2 separate regions of the Mus musculus genome follow, and region 1 is linked to region 2. Evidence: chromatin contacts called from public HiChIP or PLAC-seq data. All regions are on one chromosome and are shown on one strand. The core of a region is the stretch at or near the end of the contact, and the rest is flanking DNA. Distances in the headings are between cores, read along the strand shown.

Region 1 (2,895 bases), core at 298-2,797, 110 kb after region 2:
GCAGGTATTACCCTGCTGCCCAACAGTGGAGGACTGAGGTAGGACTTGTTGACTTGCAGGCTGGCCTGAGGAGACTTGCCAGCCTGACCACCTGTGAGCGTGACGCATCTTGAAGGGATTTACTTATGGATTTGATTACACAGTTATGTTTTGTAACTTTGAACAGGAAGATCTCGCTTTTTGTTGGATTTCACAATTTAACATTATAAATGATGTATTTTTAAAGCCCTCCAGTTCATTGTTGATTTATAGAAATATAAGCCGTTTTTATTCTTATATAGATACCTGCAGCTTTGTTATATGTACTTATTCTGGTAGGTTCTTTATTAGATCCTTTGGAGCTTCTGTAGGCAGTGATGCTGCACATAGCTGAGAGTCTCTTTACCGTCCATGTGTCTTTTACACACTCTGGGAATAGCTGTGTCTGGGAAATGCTGTCAGGCAGGCATCAGATCTCCCTGTGTATTAAGTATGGGGATGGACTTGAGCAGTTGTTAGGGAAGGAAACTCTTACTTTGTTATTGGTTAGCTGGAACAAATTTGTATTAGTACTGTGTCTATGCAAAGGCAGGCTTGACTCCCCCATTGACACCAAAGCTGACGTGACGCAGAGCTTTCCTCGGAGACACAGCTGCACTCAGCAGTCATCTCCTCAGACACAGCCTTGCCTTTGAACAGGCACTCCCTTGCTGCTGCTGCTGCTGCTGCTGCTGCTGCTGCTGCTGCTGCTGCTGCTGCGGTGGGTGTTTTGAGACATGGCCCTGGCTGTTGTGGAACTCGATTGTAGGCCAGGCTGGCCTTGAACTCATAGCCTGCCTGCTTCTACTTCTCAAGTGCTAAGTTTAAAGGTGGAATTTTCTTTTTTTCTCTTTTTCCTATTTTTCTCTTTCGAAGTTACTGGCAAAATGATTAAGTTATTAACTAGTGATAGGAAAATCATTTTCCTCTAGATTTAGTACATTTGCTGTACATTGGTTAATATGTGTTTCTTTAAATTATTAAGTTTAACTTAAAAAGGCCTTAGATGTTTTCAAGATGAATTTTTCTCACTTGTTTCAGATAATGTGCAAGATGGCCCCCATGGTTGGGAAGGACATTACGGAGCGCCTCATCCTCCCCAGGTTCTGCGAGATGTGCTGTGACTGTCGAATGTTTCATGTCCGGAAGGTAAGTCTGCATCCACTCTGGGTTTCTGAGTTTAAGAACGCATGATGCTCTGGTGTGTGGAATGTGATGTTTTTAAGGAACTCCTATGCGATACTAAAATGTTAGTGATGGTTCTGTTACAGGTCTGCGCTGCCAATTTTGGAGATATTTGCAGTGTAGTTGGCCAACAAGCAACAGAAGAAATGTTGGTAAGTATCTAAGGTATTAAAGAATAAGCAATACAGAGTAATAGAGTTTATTAATATGCCCCCGTGACTGCAAACCAGAATGATGTTTGTACATTTGGAACTACAAGTTGGTGTTTGCAAGGCGTTCTGATAAGGATTGCTTCTTTAAGCATTAAACAGTGGTTCCCTGTTAGCCTCCCACTTGTACATAGTGACTCAGTCCTGACTCACTCACCCGAGTCTCTAACCTCACTAGGGCATTTGCTTTACTAGAGTCCTCTCTGGTGCCACTTAAATCTCGTAGCAGAGGAGTTAAGTTGTGACATGCATGTGCCCCATGCACAAATTCATACGCGTAGACTGTCTATACATCCACTGGCACGAGGAGCTCAGCTGTGAGCTCTCGGGTGACAGTCAGCTGTGTTTTGCCTTTCTAGGGGGAGTTATAAACTGGAGTGATGCATTAGAAGTTTTTGAGTTCCAGTGTTTAAATACGTTCTGTATGTTTTAAGAATATCCATCATTAAAACAGAAGATGGCAGGGAAGTAACTGGTGTCCCCGTGTTCCCACAGCTGCCCAGGTTCTTCCAGCTGTGCTCTGATAACGTGTGGGGCGTCCGAAAGGCCTGTGCTGAGTGCTTCATGGCTGTCTCCTGTGCAACATGTCAAGAAATCCGACGGACAAAGTTATCAGCACTATTTATTAACTTGATCAGTGATCCTTCACGTTGGGTAACATTGCTTTTTAAAAACATTTTGAGACTAAAGTAAATGATTTATTTATTTTGTATATATGAGTACACCACCATTGCTCTCTTCAGACAGACCAGAAGAGGGCATCAGATCCCATTACAGATGGTTGTGAGCCACCATGTGTTTGCTGGGAATTGAACTCAGGACCTCTGGAAGAAAGTAAATGATTTTTTAAAAAAAAAAGTGTTTTAATATTTTATTTTATGTCTATGGGTATTTTGCCTGTATGCATGCACGGACGTGTTTGTATATGTATATATGTGTGTATGTGTATGTGTGTACACACACACATACATATACATGCACACCACATGCATATCTGGGGTCCACTGAAAACAGAAGAGGGTGTTAGTGCTGAAACAGGAGTGCTGGAAAGCTGTGAGTTACCATGTGGGTGCTGGGAACTGAACCCAGGGTTTTTGGAAGAGTGTGTTCTTAACTGCGAGCCATTTCTCTAGCTCAATGATTTCAAATTTAAAACTAATTTACTCCAAGTACAAGTGGCACACGCCTTTAATCCTGGCACTCAGAGGCAGAGGACCTGTGAGTGTGAGGCCAGCCTGGTCTACAGAGTGATTTCTGAGATAGAGCTACCTAGGGAAACCCTGTCTTGAACACCTTCCCTCAAAAGAAAGAATTTATAATTATGTTATTCATATAAATATATGACTAGTCAGTAGGAGGTTATTAAAGGTTGTCTTTTTATTAGCTGGAAAGTATTTTTTTCTTTTTCCAATTTTTTAATTAGGTATTTTCTTCATTTACATTTCAAATTCTATCCTGAAAGTCCCCTATACCCTCCCCCCAC
Region 2 (3,022 bases), core at 49-2,548:
GGTTTTAATATTTCTGAGTTAATAGAAACTGGTTTTTTTTTTAAATGATACATAACCTATGCAATAACAAGAAACGTCTTTCTTAATAGTTTCCTTTTTAATAAATATGTCATTAAATCCAAAAGTGCTTCTTCAGATGTGGGGGCTCTAATCCTAGCATTCAGGAGGCAGAGGCAGGCAGATCTCTGAGAGTGTGAGGCTAGCCTTGTCTACATAGTGGGTTGCAGGATAGCATGTCTACCTGTACCAAAGAGTGCACCAAAGACCTCGGAAGACGGTGTCGATTCCCTGGAACTGGAGTTATAAACAATGGTGAGCTGCCAAAGAGGTGCTGGGAGCCAAACCCAGATCCTCTGGAAGAGCAGCCAGTGCTCTAATCTGCTGAGCCGTCTATAGTGCCAAGACGAGTGTTTTTATAAGACAGTGTAGGTGGTATCGCTCAGTGGTAGAGTGCTTGTTCTTAGCAGCCTCAGGGGGCCCCAGGTTCAGTTCTCAGATATAATAATAATGATGATGATGATAATCATAATAAATAACGAGGAGGAAGAAGAGAAGGAGAAGGAAGATGAAGAAGAGAAGGAGGAGGAGAAGGAGAAGAAGGTACAAAGAACTAGAATCTTCCATGAGCTGGGATATCATACACGGATAAACATGTGTTCTGTTGAAGGGGTGCATGCTTCGTAAGGTCATGAGCCTCAATTTAGCCTAGGAATTTCCTAAAAGTCCAAAATGATACCTCGTGATAATAGTTGCCTCAAACCCGTTTTTGCTAAAAAGGCTGATTCCACACTTGAGCCCACAAGGACTGGGTGAAAGGCCTGACACTCTGCCTTTGTTTTGTATCTGCCTCCTTTACTTTGGGTCAAACTCACACTTGACTCGGTAGTGTTGAAGCAAAACAAAAACCAGGGCTCTCATCTTAAAGGGAATGAGAGTTTCTTCTGCAGCCAGGTTGAGTGACCACAGGCTGAGGACCACAGATTTCGATCACTCCAAATCCCACTTGCAATTTGGAAGCAGTTTTGTTTAGTTTTTTTTTTTTTTTTAATAATTTTACAGAACAAAGTCATAAATCAAGACAAGTTTAAAATATGTTGGCGGGTACATCAGAGAGTCAGGCAAGAGATAAGAGAAGCTTCTATCTATAGACCCAAGACATTATATGAGCTTTGGGGCTGGCAGAAGCTAGTTGTCTGTTAAGTGGCTAGGTTCCAAGAGGTTATTAGTCACAGGGTGTTTGCTCTGACACAGAGTTGGTCAGGGAATAGCTATTCTGAGGTTTGAACTAGTCGAAAATAAGGCAAGCAGTGTCTGGACTTGCTACATTCCAACCTCCCCATAGAACAGCTGGAACCCTCATCAGGCCATCAGTCTCGGCAGACACAGCATCTTTTCAGGAGGATTTGTTCACAGGAGACATCAGGCATCCTCATCACTAAGGACTAGATAGTCTTGATGACCTGACCGGGACACCACATCCATCTTCAAGGCTAACAGCGCCAAGACAACACTGTTCTGACCTTGCAGTAGCCTTGGTTCCGACAAGAGTCAAGCACAGCAGGCCAGATCAGGCCCAAACAGGACGACTGCTCAGGGCTTGCTGTTGTGCTCTGTAGTTCAGGTCACCTTGGAGAGACCAGGTAGAGAGAGCTCTTCAAAGACGGTGGTAAATACTCCTAAGCGTCCTGCAGGACTGGAGCTGAGCCAAAGAGGCCACCTCGGCAGGGGGCTGCTTCGTTCCCCACGCCTCTTACTGCAGTTCTTCCAGCTGCAAGCCCTTGCTGCTTTCCTTTAGCCGGTCCTCATAACATGGCCATATTCATCCAACCTTCACTTCCTGCCTTTCCTCCCTCCCCGTTCCAGCTCCCCTTCACTTCCTTGTTCAGTTTACTGAGACAAGGTCTCACACTATGTAGCCCAGGCTAGACTCTAACTTGTGGCAATCCTGCATCAGTCTCCTGAGCACTTGGACTATAGCTGGGCGTCACCTCTCCCGCCATTTCTCTACTTTTTACTGCCTGGTTTTTTGGGTTTTTTTTTGTTTTGTTTTGGTTTTTGGGTTTTGGGTTTTTTTTTGTTTGTTTGTTTGTTTGTTTGTTTTTTAGGGCATATCAAGATATGTAGTGAGCCGAAGCTGTGGGGATGCCTGAGCTGGACTTTGCCCTACGATTCTGTTTCTGCCGTCACCCCAGATTACCCTCCCATGCCAGCAGATGCAGCTGACACTCAGTGCATTTAGAGAATGCACAGTAAGAGCAAAGAGTATCGTAGAGAGTGGGACGTGTCTTTTCCTTCGTTCTTCCTGTTCCTTCTGCCCTGAGTATGAAACTGGGAAATGCCCTCGTAGAGTGGGATGACAGTCTAACATGGGCCAGAATTGTTCATGGTAAAGAAGGGAGCCAGAGGTCTTCAACAAGCTCCCAGCCACACGGATGCACACATAGGGGTCACAGACACATGGATAGAAGTCACAGATGTACATACAAATGTCACAGATGTGCACACCGATGCACACACAGGTTTCACGGATGCACACACAGGGGCCACAGCTGCGCACACAGTGGTCACAAGCAGCACACACAAGGGTAGCAGCTGCACACACTGGAGTCACACAGGTGTCACAGATGCACACACAGGGGCCACAACCCACTCCCCACCTCAACTCTTCTATCAAGGCCTTGGAAACACATACTGAGCATCATCATAGGGTTACCACTGAAATTACTTTTTCCCTGCACGTGTAAGTTAAATTCTCCGATTTCCCAGCAGGGGAAGACAAACAGAAGCCTCATCCAAAAGGAGCCCATTGAACGCTTTAAACAGACAAGCAAATGGTTCTTGTGAGTCTTGGATTAAGTTGAGAAGACAGGAAGTCATCCTGTGTAACAGGGCAGCATTTGAGCAGAGGCCCAAGACTTAGGTTTTCCTGTCAACTTGGCACAACCTAGGGACACCTAGGAAATGGGAACCTCAGCTGAGGGGTTGCACCAATCAGGCCAGTGATTGACGGGGGAAGGCTCAG

What was found. HiChIP or PLAC-seq counts read pairs in DNA pulled down with a chosen protein or histone mark.
Region 1: an HNF4G HiChIP or PLAC-seq map of pancreatic cancer cells shows a contact between it and region 2. The contact joins two enhancer-like sites. A contact is called at or near these places in 2 of 15 datasets of contacts at CTCF or cohesin (large pre-B cells and pro-B cells), 12 of 484 Hi-C or Micro-C datasets (the C2C12 cell line, the HPC-7 cell line, bone marrow-derived macrophages and 8 more), 6 of 115 datasets of contacts at active chromatin or transcription factors (the HPC-7 cell line, embryonic fibroblasts, embryonic stem cells and 3 more) and 3 of 9 other capture datasets (adipose tissue, liver and pancreatic islet).

Annotation. Positions count from the first base shown.
Region 1 is chr17:65,812,399-65,815,293 of GRCm38.p6, forward strand. Ppp4r1 (protein phosphatase 4, regulatory subunit 1) reads left to right here. Exons shown (of 20, transcript NM_001114131.1): 7 at 1,060-1,167; 8 at 1,290-1,355; 9 at 1,908-2,066. Among named protein-coding and RNA genes, the nearest start is that of Ppp4r1, 30 kb to the left of the region's middle. Within about 2 kb of position 1,548, at least 30 of the 459 cell types and tissues checked have an H3K27ac peak or open chromatin away from gene starts, as enhancers often do. A contact at or near this core is called in the C2C12 cell line and pancreatic cancer cells, where this site is marked.
Region 2 is chr17:65,702,628-65,705,649 of GRCm38.p6, forward strand. The region is part of intron 3 of Rab31 (RAB31, member RAS oncogene family); the gene reads right to left. Among named protein-coding and RNA genes, the nearest start is that of Gm35477, 62 kb to the left of the region's middle. Within about 2 kb of position 1,299, at least 160 of the 459 cell types and tissues checked have an H3K27ac peak or open chromatin away from gene starts, as enhancers often do. A contact at or near this core is called in the C2C12 cell line and pancreatic cancer cells, where this site is marked.